2 separate regions of the Mus musculus genome follow, and region 2 is linked to region 1. Evidence: chromatin contacts called from public HiChIP or PLAC-seq data. All regions are on one chromosome and are shown on one strand. Each heading gives the region's core, a stretch centred on a gene start, on an enhancer-like site or on the middle of the called end of the contact. The rest is flanking DNA. Distances are from core to core; before and after follow the strand shown.

What was found. HiChIP or PLAC-seq counts read pairs in DNA pulled down with a chosen protein or histone mark.
Region 2: a contact with region 1 is called in an H3K4me3 HiChIP or PLAC-seq map of bone marrow-derived macrophages, with 4 times the contacts expected there. The contact joins two enhancer-like sites. A contact is called at or near these places in 3 of 39 promoter capture datasets (embryonic stem cells and pre-B cells), 1 of 15 datasets of contacts at CTCF or cohesin (large pre-B cells), 1 of 484 Hi-C or Micro-C datasets (bone marrow-derived macrophages), 6 of 115 datasets of contacts at active chromatin or transcription factors (the 230-238 cell line, bone marrow-derived macrophages, effector CD8 T cells and 2 more) and 4 of 9 other capture datasets (adipose tissue, liver, macrophages and 1 more).

The regions. Positions count from the first base shown.
Region 1 is chr10:4,600,423-4,603,312 of GRCm38.p6, forward strand. No RefSeq gene overlaps it. Among named protein-coding and RNA genes, the nearest start is that of Esr1, 110 kb to the right of the region's middle. Within about 2 kb of position 1,404, at least 27 of the 459 cell types and tissues checked have an H3K27ac peak or open chromatin away from gene starts, as enhancers often do. A contact at or near this core is called in bone marrow-derived macrophages, where this site is marked.
Region 2 is chr10:5,190,320-5,193,209 of GRCm38.p6, forward strand. Syne1 (spectrin repeat containing, nuclear envelope 1) reads right to left here. Exons shown (of 146, transcript NM_001347711.1): 92 at 2,713-2,853. Among named protein-coding and RNA genes, the nearest start is that of Gm51757, 140 kb to the right of the region's middle. Within about 2 kb of position 1,397, at least 25 of the 459 cell types and tissues checked have an H3K27ac peak or open chromatin away from gene starts, as enhancers often do. A contact at or near this core is called in bone marrow-derived macrophages, where this site is marked.

The DNA of each region.
Region 1 (2,890 bases), core at 154-2,653:
TGAATGGGATGCAATGGAACAGGTTTTTAGCAATGGTAGAAGAGGTGGGTCCAGGACTGGAAAGAGGGCTCAGTGGTTAGGAGCACTGGCTACTCTTCAAGTAGACCCATGTTTGATGCACAGCATCCATATGGCAGCTCACAACTATCTCTAACTCCAGTTCCGGGGGATCAACGCCCCCTCCTGGTTGCTTTAGGCACCAAGCATTCATGCAGGTGCATAGGCATACACATAGGCAAGGCTCCCACACATAAAATAAATAATAATATAAAATTTAAAAAGAATTTGGGTCCATCACTTTTACCTCTCCCTGTACAGTAGAATCTCATGGAGATTAAAAAATGTTGATACGCAGCCTCTCCTCAGAGACCAGGACCTGTGAGGGTATGAATTAGCTCTAGACATTTGTAAGTCTCCTTAAGGGTACAGACAGGCTTGAGAGCCTCAGGAGCAGCCATTTTCAGCATGCCTCCAGGGAAGGAGCCTAGCCAGCTGATCTGGAATCACTTAAGGAGGCGAGCTTCCAGGCACACCTGTAAGGGATTTATTTCCATTAGGTTGCTCTCTGAGTCAGTCTGTGAGGGATCATCCTGTTAGATTCACTGAGGTGAGAAGAGCTGCCCTATGGGAGTGTGGCCCCATTTCCTGAGCTTGGATCCTAGACTGAATGAAAAGAGGAAACCAATTAAGCCTGAGCACTGGTAAGTCTCTTCCTCCTGGCTGCAGACACAATGTGACCCAAGCTTCCAGCTCTGATGTCTGTTCTTCTCCTCATGATGTTTTGCTTCATGGCCACTTCCCCTCTAAGAGGACCTCCTCCACGAGGACTTCCCCTCCATGAGGACTTTGCCTCCATGAGGACTTCCCCTCCATGAGGACTTCCCCTGCAGAGGACTTCCCTCCATGAGGACTTCCTCTGCAGAGGACTTCCCCTCCATGAGGACTTCCCCTCCATGAGGACTTCCCCTCCATGAGGACTTCCCCTCCATGAGGACTTCCCCTCCATGAGGACTTCCTCCATGAGGACTTCCCCTCCATGAGGACTTCCCCTCCATGAGGACTTCCCCTCCATGAGGACTTCTTCCATGAGGACTTCCCCTCCATGAGGACTTCCTCCATGAGAACTTCCCCTCCATGAGGACTTCCTCCATGAGGACTTCCCCTCCATGAGGATTTCCTCCATGAGGACTTCCCCTGCAGAGGACTTCCCCTCCATGAGGACTTCCCCTCCATGAGGACTTCCCCTCCATGAGGACCTCCTCCATGAGGACTTCCCCTGCAGAGGACTTCCCCTCCATGAGGACTTCCTCCATGAGGACTTCCTCCATGAGGACTTCCCCTCCAGAGGACTTCCTCCATGAGGACTTCCCCTCCATGAGGACTTCCCCTCCATGGGGACTTCCCCTCCATGGGGACTTCCTCCATGAGGACTTCCCCTCCATGAGGACTTCCCCTCCATGAGGACTTCCCCTCCATGAGGACTTCCTCCATGAGGACTTCCCCTCCATGAGTACTTCCCCTCCATGAGGACTTCCCCTCCATGAGGACTTCCCCTCCATGAGGACTTCCTCCATGAGAACTTCCCCTCCATGAGGACTTCCCCTCCATGAGGACTTCCTCCCTGAGGACTTCCCCTCCATGAGGACTTCCTCCCTGAGGACTTCCCCTCCATGAGGACTTCCTCCATGAGGACTTCCCCTCCAGAGGAGATTCCCTTCATGAGGATTTCCCCATCTCAAACTGAGCCTAAGCATATCACTCCTTCATTAAGTTGCTTTTGCTTGGACATTTATCACAGTAACAGAAAAAGAAGCTATGTTGCCTACTGCCATACAGGTGTTTGGGGCAACTCTCATCAGTGGGTTTTATCTCATTTTATGGTCCTCCTCTTTGGCATTGCTTTCATGCTACCTGACTCTCCCTGTCTTTAAAAAAAAAAAAAAAATCAAAGCTTTCGGAAGCTGGAGAAATGGCTTAGTGGTTGAGGACACCTGATGCTCTTGCAGAGGACCTGGGCTTGGTTCCCAGCACACACATGGGAGCTCACAACCACCTGTAACTTCGTTCTAGGGCACCTGATGCCTCTCTATGGCCTCTACTGGCACATACATGTGCATACAGATAAAGTGTGGATCCTAAATATGACCCAATTTTTTCTTTTGATCTGCTCCTTATTGAACCTGTGTTCTGACTGTGCTTCCCTCTTCAGCGTATGACCCCACTGTGTGCAACCACAGCCAGCAGGCTGACCCCACTGTGTGCAAACACAGCCAGCAGGCTGACCCCACTGTGTGCAACCACAGCCAGCAGGCTGATCCCACTGTGTGCAACCACAGCCAGCAGGCATGGCCCTTACTGAAAAGAACTCATGTTGGCTTGAAAAGAAGTGGACGGACAGATAGACCTGGTAATGTAATTTGCATCTGCTTCTCTGTTACGTTAGTCATGAATTTAGTATGCAGCGCTTGAGAGAACAGGACTCTGGAAAAGTAAATGCATTAGAGCAAAGGAGGTGACAGGCACGAAGAGCAAACCTGAGCGGATGTAGATGACAGGGAGACATCTGAGGTCGGGGGAGTGGGGATAGTCAGTGCCAGACAAGCACAAGGGATGTGACAGTCCCATGTCACCAAGCGGGAGTTACTGTCCCTGGACTTCAGCATACCACCTGCATACCTAAGAACCCCAAAGTCTTATTTAACTCCAATCCTTTCCACCGACCACTAAAACGCCATTTGGTTATCTAATTGCTTCCTCAAATCTGGTATGTCTAAAACTAAATTCTGGAAACTTCTTTTTTCCTTTAAACCTATACATTTTGGGGATTTTCCTGTCTCTCTTGATGCTTGGTTTGCATTGGGATTTCTTGAGGTCTGAACATTGGAGTCAT
Region 2 (2,890 bases), core at 147-2,646, 590 kb after region 1:
GTGTGGTTTTTTTTTTGGTTCTACCTGACAACTGGCCTCTTGTAGAGTTGAAAGCCCATCATCTTCTGTATATGAGGAACTTGGGGCTGTTATGCGAGAGCTACCAGAACTCAAGGAGTAAATCACAGTCACTAAGAAACCCATAAACAATGGCTGCCATCGATGCTTGGTACAGCGAGGAATCACGGTTAAAAATGTGTGGCTCGGTGCTCATATGTCTAAGCTTAAGATGCCCAAGGAAATAAATCTGGACAGATTTGGCTCCAATTTGATCCACATTTTTCCCAGTCTTAAAAGTTAGTGATAATTAAACATCCCATTTAGCACTTGTAATTGTGTGTTACTATTCATTTTTGTTTCCTCAGGAGCTGCTGAGGAACCACCCAGAGAGAGGCAGCTTGGACACTGAAGAGCTGTGGTCTCACGAAGCTTCTGACCTGGAGGCCAACAACATGACACAATATCTGTCTCAACTCTTCTGTGGAAGCCAGATGACAGCTTGTGTCTAGGGGGATGAAGGAGCCTGTGGCAAACTGAGGATGCCTCCTCCCTCACAGTCAGAGGAGGGAACACCCTGGCTGTGAGGGGGAAATCTGTTTGTTATGTAACAGAGATCTACTTACAGAAAGAGCGAGCACAGAGCCCCTTCACGGATGTGATGTTTTTAAGTAACTATATCTGGCTCTTCCTTGGATGGCTGTGTACATTCTGTGCTATACAGCGTTGGCGGTCTGGAAACTGGAGCTAAAGGGCATCTGCTAGAAGCTCCTGGAGTTTTAAAACTAGTTCTGAAATCTAGTGCATTGCTACCCAAGCTGTCAGTCTCTCACTGATTTACACTGTACTCTGGGAACATTCAGCCAACTGATGTGGCCTATAGATTTGTTTGATTAAACAAACAATGCGAAGACTCCATTGGCTATTTAGTATCCTCCAAGTCAAGCCGCCTGCCTTAGCCTAGGTGAGGTCACATCTACTAACTAAGAGGGGTCTGGACCCTGCCTGGATGTTTGCCTAACAATGGATTTTAACTGACATCTTGTGATGGAGGAGACTTGTAAAAACTAAGCCACAGGAAGCCTAATCTAGCTCATTGTAAGATGTGATTATCACTCATATCAACTAATAACAAGAAAATCGTGAATGTGTTTTTGTGATGACGTACTGGACAACCTCACATGTACATTGAAAGTGTTGACCAAGATGGAGCACAAAAATAGAAACTATTAGAAAAGGCATAGACTTCCACAGCACACAGTGTCAAGATCAGTATTAACTGTTCTACTTGAAAAGTTTAAGAATATTATGTAATCATTTTGATATACCACCAGCTGACTGTAATCCATCTCCTCTAGTTCTAGGGACATCCATGACCACAGGAAAGAAACCGTATCATCCAAGGATGAGTAATTCATATTTTTAATTCAGAACTTGGGCATCAGAGCTCTCCCAGGGAGCTCTGAACTTCTCCTTTTCTTGTTAATTTCCTCTTATTACTCTTGTTATTATTTAATTGTTGTTGACTTTTCTGTTCTGTGTGTAAGACAGAAAGTCTTGTGTCTGGCTTGCTCAGAGGTCTTTTGGTTTGATTTGATTTGTTAGTTTTGAGCCTGGGCTTTTTCACTCTGTAACTCAAGGTAGAGGGAAACTCACTACCTAGCTCTTAAGCTGGTCTTGAACTCATGGTAAACGTACCTCCACAGCCTCCTAAGTGCTAGGATTGCAGGTGTGAGCCACCACAGCCAGCTAAGAATGTATCTCCTGAATGGATGACTTAAGAATTTCCCCAGAACTGTACCAGTCTCTACCAACAGACTGTCATACCATCTAAATGTCTTGGCAACTTTATGACCTTTTGAATTTGGAGGCCTGTTCTCTTTATCACAGAAGTTCCATTTGAACCCTTTGGCTTTAAAATTAAAGTGACATAATAAAAGAAACATTTTTAAGTGATGGATTTATAGCACTGTCTAGGAGACACTTGCTCTAATTAGTGCCTCCTCTCAATATTATCTCAGCTCACGAGCAGTTACATAACTTCTTAGAAACATCATTAAAATCTGTCAAAATTTGTTTTGGCTAAAAATACATCACCGCTTATCACACACACATTAAAAGTTTTGGTTATTTTGAAAGTATTTTGCTTATATCATATACGTCTCACTAAGTGTTCTGGCACACCACTTAGAATATGTTATATTTAGTGTAAGATATGTTAAAATGTGGCCCATAACAAGGCACAGCTTCACTTTACAGAAACTAAAAGTCTCATAGGAATCAAGGTTTGCTATTTAAAGTAGGACCTGGTTAGTGTTACTGCAGTCCTCCATGCATGTTAACTGAGCCATAGAATCATACTTCTGTGTTCTCCTTTGGGATACAGTACCCCATGCCGAGGATTGCTTTAGGAAGCCATAAGGCCCTAAAGGGACCTTCTTTGGGCTTTAATTTGCATGGTGGATGAGTTTGTTTATACTGGGCTATAATTTTCATGAGCTAATTTTTGCTCACTTCACCAACCAGTAGCTCAGTTGGGGTGGCGACATATGTCACCTTCCATGACAACCATAATTTATGTGACACTTAATGGCATGGCCTCTGGTCCCAAATTCGATGAAACTGGGGACTCATAGCCACAGACCAATGGGGATGGCAAACGGAGAACTGCATCCATTGAGAGCTCACAGTGTGGGAAGGACAAGTGGGAGGTACCTGGTTAACAGCCGCCTCCGTGTTAGCCACAGGTGATGGGGAGCGACAGGCAGGTGGAGAGGAAATCTCACTGTTGGTTCCCTCTTCCCCAGACTCTTCAGTGACAGGTGACAGCAGAGTATGACAGCGACCTGCAGTCATCTGCCACACAGAATGTAGCCCAGGGGACATAAAAATC